Regions from separate parts of the Sus scrofa genome. Here region 2 is linked to region 1. A link is a contact called in public Hi-C data. All regions are on one chromosome and are shown on one strand. The core of a region is the stretch at or near the end of the contact, and the rest is flanking DNA. Distances in the headings are between cores, read along the strand shown. Region 1 has its middle 1.3 Mb from the start of CDH9. Region 2 has its middle 1.4 Mb from the start of CDH9.

What was found. A called contact is a pair of places that touch in the nucleus more often than the background predicts.
Region 2: a contact with region 1 is called in a Hi-C map of liver, with 2.2 times the contacts expected there. The contact joins two enhancer-like sites. A contact is called at or near these places in 1 of 5 promoter capture datasets (liver) and 6 of 47 Hi-C or Micro-C datasets (embryonic fibroblasts, fetal liver, liver and 1 more).

The regions. Positions count from the first base shown.
Region 1 is chr16:15,367,355-15,370,684 of Sscrofa11.1, forward strand. No RefSeq gene overlaps it. Among named protein-coding and RNA genes, the nearest start is that of CDH9, 1.3 Mb to the left of the region's middle. Within about 2 kb of position 1,682, at least 3 of the 83 cell types and tissues checked have an H3K27ac peak or open chromatin away from gene starts, as enhancers often do. A contact at or near this core is called in liver, where this site is marked.
Region 2 is chr16:15,439,804-15,443,189 of Sscrofa11.1, forward strand. No RefSeq gene overlaps it. Among named protein-coding and RNA genes, the nearest start is that of CDH9, 1.4 Mb to the left of the region's middle. Within about 2 kb of position 1,563, at least 1 of the 83 cell types and tissues checked has an H3K27ac peak or open chromatin away from gene starts, as enhancers often do. A contact at or near this core is called in liver, where this site is marked.

The DNA of each region.
Region 1 (3,330 bases), core at 432-2,931:
CCTGCTGCAGCACAGTGGGTTAATATTCTGGCTTGTCTCCGTGGCATTGGTAGTTCCATCCCCAGGTCTGTGCAGGTGCTGTGAGTTAAAAATCTGGTGTTAATGCAGCTGTGGCATAGGTTGGCGTGGATTCAATCCCTGGCACAGGAACTTCCATATGCCTTGCTGTGGGCAGCAGCATCTATTCAACCCCTAGCCTGGAATCTTCCATATGCCTCTGGTGCTACCCTAAAAAAAACCAAACACACAGAAATTGAATATTCATACTTTTCTAGTGTAAAATGGTCTACCTTGGAAAATTATTTATTAATTATTGATCAAAATTTAATTGTAGTATTACCATATGACCAAGTTTTTCCACTTCTACTTATGTACCTAAGAGAAATAAAAACATATATCCACCCAAAATGTTGTAAGTCTTCACAGCAGCATTGTGCAATTTAGCTGAAACATGGAGAAAAAATCCAAATGCGTATCAACTGACAAATAGATACATGTACATGAATATATATATATGTATATAAATGTGGTTTATCCATACAAAAGAATATTTATCTATACAATGTAAATAAAACATTCCTTTTTTTTGTCTTTTTAGGGACACACCTGCAACATATGGAGGTTCCCAGCCTAGGGAGTTGAACTGGAGCCACAGCAATGCCAGATCCTCCAATCCATGTCTGTGACCTACACCACAGCTCATTGCAACCCTGGATCCTTAACCCAGTGAGCAAGGCCAGGGATCGAACTGGCATCCTCATGAATGCTAGTAGGGTTCCTTTCCACTGAGCCATGATGGGAACTCCATAAATAAAATATTCTTGCATGCTTAAGAGTATGTATTGTAAAGTACTGTTAATATGAAATGTCAGGAATAGGACAATTTACAGAGATAGAAAAGTCTTCTGTACCTGGAAGGGAGTGGGATAAACGAAAGTGACTGCCACTGCACATAAAGTTTATTTTGAAGTAGTGAAAATATTTTAAATTTAAATTGTTTCGATGCCTGCACAACTTTTTGTGTATACTACAAAAGTTAACTTTGATGGGTAGATTTTGTCACATGAGTTATATCTCACTAAATTTGTTAAATAATTTATTGTTTGTATTGATTTTTTAAAATTAAATCATTTTATCAGTTTCCCTATGGCATGCTCATCATTTTCTTTAGATTTGAGTGGTTATCACTTTTCTATATATTTACATATCCTATCAGTTTGATTTGCATGAGTGTTAAAATCAAATCAGTCATGAAACAATCTACTGAAAAGTATTTAGATGAGTCCTAGAAAGAACACTGGAAAACTGTGAAAGTTTAATGTTATGGCCATTATGTTTACACTGTATGAACATTGCTCTTGGAAAAAAAAGTCGCAAACATTTCTCTTTTGAGAGAAAAATGTTTTGTGTCTATCAGAGATACAATTGGATGAGACTTTGCTAACCACATTAATTTGTACTAGTATATTTCTGTTTCACAGTTGTTTATTTATACATTTGTGTTGTCATACAGAATACATCTGCAGTAGAGTAAGTATAATATCATAAACTAAAAAAAGGTGACTTAGCTTGAAATTCAACCTTTGCCACTTAAAAGATTTTGCAAGCTTTTATTTGTTAAATGCGTAACAGAGCAAATACACTGAAGCACTGCTATGAAGATGAAATTAAAGGGCAAGTGCTTAGTAAATATCTCCATGCCAGATTCTTGGCATTTTTATGAAGTCTGGACTCTGAGTGTGGGTGTGATTGTGGAAGGCTATGTTTATATGCATACGTAAAGTATCTATATATATATATATATTTACTGTATTTTCAATTTTATATCTCTTAACTCTTGAGATATCTACTACCTAAAAATTTACAAATTTAGATAGTATTCTGAATTCTATTTAACTCTTGAAGTTTAAATATTAGAAACTACATTTACATTGTTTATTTTGGTTTAGTTTCTGTTTTTTACCTTTTACTAATGTATTATCAAAATAAATGTTTGACCTTATCATGTCTTTCCACTTTATCAAATAATCCTGAATTTCTTTATTTTTTACCATCACAATTTAGTTGCAGATAAAATAGTTTGTGTCTATTTTAAGTGGTTAACAATGATTTTAAAGTGAATAAAATAATTTGGTTTATTGATAAAGATTCAAAATATTGCATTTATCCTGTTAATTATTTCAATCATTTCAGTTGATTACTAAAACTTTAAGGATTTTGAAACAAAAAAATTATCATTGATTGTTGATTAAAAATGATTGCACCTTGAATTTTTAAAAATAATTTCTATTAGTTCAAAGTAAATCTTTTGAGAAGCAAGTGAAGCAAATCTACTTCCCAAGAGACAGTATATCACACAGTGTTGGAGCAAACAAACACAAAAAACTGACAGTGTATTTACATTTGCCTCAGGGGAACAGGTACTTGCGAATTTTGTGACAAAATCTAATACTTTGAAGGAAACGTGATCTTTCTGACAGTTCTACCAATTTACCATACCAAAAACAGGAAGAACTTTGCCACTTTTAGCAAGTCAAGAAAATATTATTAGGAGATGAGAAAATATGATTTTTTTTCATGATATTCAATACAATGTGTCTTTGGCTTTAGAAAATTTTAAAGACATTCCGTTTTGGCAATACTGTTCCATATTAAAGAATCTAATTTTTCAGTTATACTACTGAGTTACTATCTAGGTCTTTTGCATGAGTGAGAAAAGGAAAAAGGAAAGAGAGGGAGAGAGGAAGAAAGTAAGAAACACATTCACAATCTCTTAAAATATGACAAAGTTTTATTTCATATATTTGCCATACATAAAAATCTATCTTTTTGTATACTTCAATTTTTCTGTGATGTAAAACTTACAGATGAAGTGCTTATTTTCCATACAATTTAAGACAGCATATCATTTATCATTTCTGAAATGTAGAATTTCTAAAACACACACACATTTATTAAATGTTGATTACCTTTGGATTGCATTGTAGTTCCCCATTTTTCTTTGTTTAACCTACTAGAGATTAAGACACAACTCTGGTGGACATCCTGTGGAAGAGAAGAATTTTAAAGGTAAGTCATAGGTTCTTCTAAATATCAGATCTGTAGAGGAGGATGCAGTCCCTATCTAAGTGGAAAGCAACATATCAGGGAGCTGTAGAACACAATGAAAATTTAGGTGGAGTCTAAAGATTTGGCAAAACAAGGCTGGAAAATATAGCTCAGAGTAAAATTAAAATTGAAGTCTGGAAGCATACGTAGACACTGAAAAAAGACAAACTGCATGTGGCATGAGATGAAAATGAAGCTCTTGAAGAAACTATTTCCTGGAAA
Region 2 (3,386 bases), core at 313-2,812, 72 kb after region 1:
TTCCATTTCTCTTACTTACATTGGTCCATACACCTCTCCCAACACAGCAAACTCCCCACTGGACTGAATAATCTGTCCCCAAAGGGGTTACACTTGTTCACTTCTATGTGTCCAACACCTATTCCCAGTAGAAGATAAACTCTGTAATGTTTTGGATTTTGTCACTTTGAAATTGTAATATAATATTTAAAAATGTGCCTTGAATTTGCTAAATTAATAAATAAGTGATCTTTGAACTAACTGGTTGTTAATTAAGAATTCCTTACACTACTTAGCTATATGATCACTCCAACATCTCAGGCATCCATTCCCATTTCACTCCTATGTATGAATCTTCATTATATTTTATCATGACTATTGGAAAATACTCCTAATTGGTTTTGATAACCCAAATTAGACTCTTTCTTCCTGTCCATGTCATCTTTCATAGGGTTGGAAATTTGATCTTTATAAATGTTAAATCAAATTATAATAAGCCCCATTTTAACATTAAAAAATAATTCCCAATGCTAAATGGATCATCCAAGCATTTCCTTTTAGGAGTTAAATTGTCTTTGAAAACATCTCAGTATCACTATCCAGCTACGGTAACAAAATACGTCTTCTTTGAAACAGCCTCACTGGACAGCTTACTAGTCCCTCAAAAGACACATTTTTACAATTTGTTCACATCTAGGAGCTTTCTTACCAGATGCTACATGTATTTGCAACTTCACCAACTCCTTACTGTAGATTTTCCTGATTATGTAATGTAATTATCTTGGTTGTAAAATGGTAATTCTAATAAAATGTCATATAAATATAAGGATAAAAACACACTATATATTTTATTTATTCATTTAAAGAGAAACAGGTCCTATATTTTCTCAGTTTTATTGAGGTGTAATTGGTTTACAAGACACTGCGTACAACATATTCAATTAATTCATGTATACAATTTAGTGAGTTTAGACATATATATGTTTATGTTACCATAAATGTGATGTATTTTAAAATATAAAGCAAAGCTTAAGATATTAGAGGTCTTAAAATTCAGAATGTGAAAGTACCTTGCAGGCAGAGATTTAGGAAAAATAAATATGAACATGACAAATTTGAAATAAGCTAATTTCAAAGTAAAAATATTTCAAGTAATTTGTGTTTTTGTTTCAGTTTGTTTGTTCTTAGTAACCTTAAGTGTTTCATGATTCCAAACATGGCCGAAAAAGTAAATTTTATCCAGACATACAGCCAAAAGTGTGTGGTGCTCACCTTAATATTTATTGGATACACAGAAAATATGGGGGTTTCAGCAAAATCCTTACTCAGATATTCATATTATTAAAAATAATTCTCTTTAAGAAAAATTAGTGTACCTTCATATAACAAAACAGAAAGAGGTCCTCTACTGAAAAATAATGTTTGACTTATACTAGAGTTCCAATTATCAGTTTACACCTGAATTATATATAGGATGTATTATTTTATTAAAAATTCTGTAAAAAATCAACATGTATATAAAAGAGAAACTAAAACCTTATTCCTGTAAGAAACTTTGGTTTAGTGGCCTTAATCTGCCATCTTGTGGCGTGATGGCTTCATCTCAGATTTTCATACACATTCACCAGGCATTTTAAAATATTTTCTCAGATATATAGAATAAGCATAAGGGCTACCTTTATTTTTGTAAATTGGACTTCAAAGAGAAATTTCTGGAAGTGAATTGAAAAATTTACAGTTCTATAGGGTTGAAAATGGTTCATGTTTAAAATGCTGTTTGTTCAGTTAATATTTGATAATGAGTATTTAATAGATAAATTGAAAAATGAATAATAACTAATATTTTAGATGATTGAATCACACTAAAACCATACTGGGAATGAATAATTCATATCACATGGCCAGAAGTTAACCAGTTTTTACATCTTTTCTTTGATAAGACAATTCTGCCACTCAAACATACTAACTTTCACCTCTATATGCCCCTGCAAAGAAAATAATTTTACATTTTATGTAGGATAATGTTTTTCAGCTTCAAATCATGTCCTTAATAATATGAAATATATAATTATAAAATAAGATAATATTTCACTGGGGTCAGCCAGTTGAGCCTTGAAGTAATTGTATATAACTAAGCTTACTCATTTAATTTCCCCTGATTTTTTTATTATCATGAATTATTAGCTAAGAATGCAATTACAATATGAAGATAAGTTTAACTCTTTTATAATTTTGAAGCTGTGTTGAAAATACTTTAGTTATAATGTCATGTGAGCAAATAAAAATCCAAATACAATTTTTGGGAAGAAAGATTGGCTGAATATGTTTAACATGGCAGTTTTAGAGAACCGTACCAACAAAACATTAGGTAGCTCCAAATTCCAGTCTACCCATAGAAACATAAAAAAAGAGAAAGGAGCTATCTGAACCAACTATGTTAGAATTCTGGTAAACTATCAAAGCCTTATGATAATGAAGCAAATATTGAATCAATAAAATGTAACTTAAAAAAATCCTCCTGGAATACAAAGAAATATCAACCAACTGATTGAGCACAAGCTGTACCTTCAACAACAAAAAAATCCTGGGGAAGATGAGAATTTTATTTTATAGCATTATAATACCTAATTCTAATTTTCAACAACAACAATGAAAATCACAAAGCATACATAGAAACAGGAAAGTATGGCCTATTCAAAGAAAAGAAATAACAGAAGTTGTCCATAAGGAAGCCTAGACATTGGACTTTTATACGAAGGCTTCAAATCAGCTGTCTTAAATGTGTACAAAGAGCTAAAGTGAACCTTGGTGAAGAACTAAAAAAAAAATCATGGAAACAATACATGAACTAAATTAGGTGTTCAATAAAGAGATAAAAATTATATAAAGGAAACAAGTAGAAATTCTGGAATTTAAAAGTACGAATACTAAACTGGAAAGTTCTAACAATAAAGTTGAATAGGAAGAAGGAAGAATCAGTGATCATGAACATAGGATAATTGGAATTTAACAGTCTGAGGAATAGAAATGCAAAGGAATGAAGAAGAGTGAACTGAGCAAAAGGAAGTATGAAACATCATCAAGAAGGTCAACATATTCATTATTGGAGTCTCAGAAGGACCACTGAGATAAAAGGGGACAATAGGATTAGTTAAACAAACAAAAAAAGACTGAAAGTTTTCTGAATTTGATGAAGGACATAAATCTACACATGAAGATGTTCAACAACTTCGAGTTGGATACCTCAAAAAGATCCACAGTGAGGCACATTGTAGTCAGTTTATCTAAAGACAAAGTCAAAAAGAGAATGTTAAACACAGCAAGAGAAAAGCAACTTGCAAGATACAAGATATCCTCCATAAGTTATTGGTTGCTTTCTTATTTGATTCTGTGGAAGTCAGAAGACA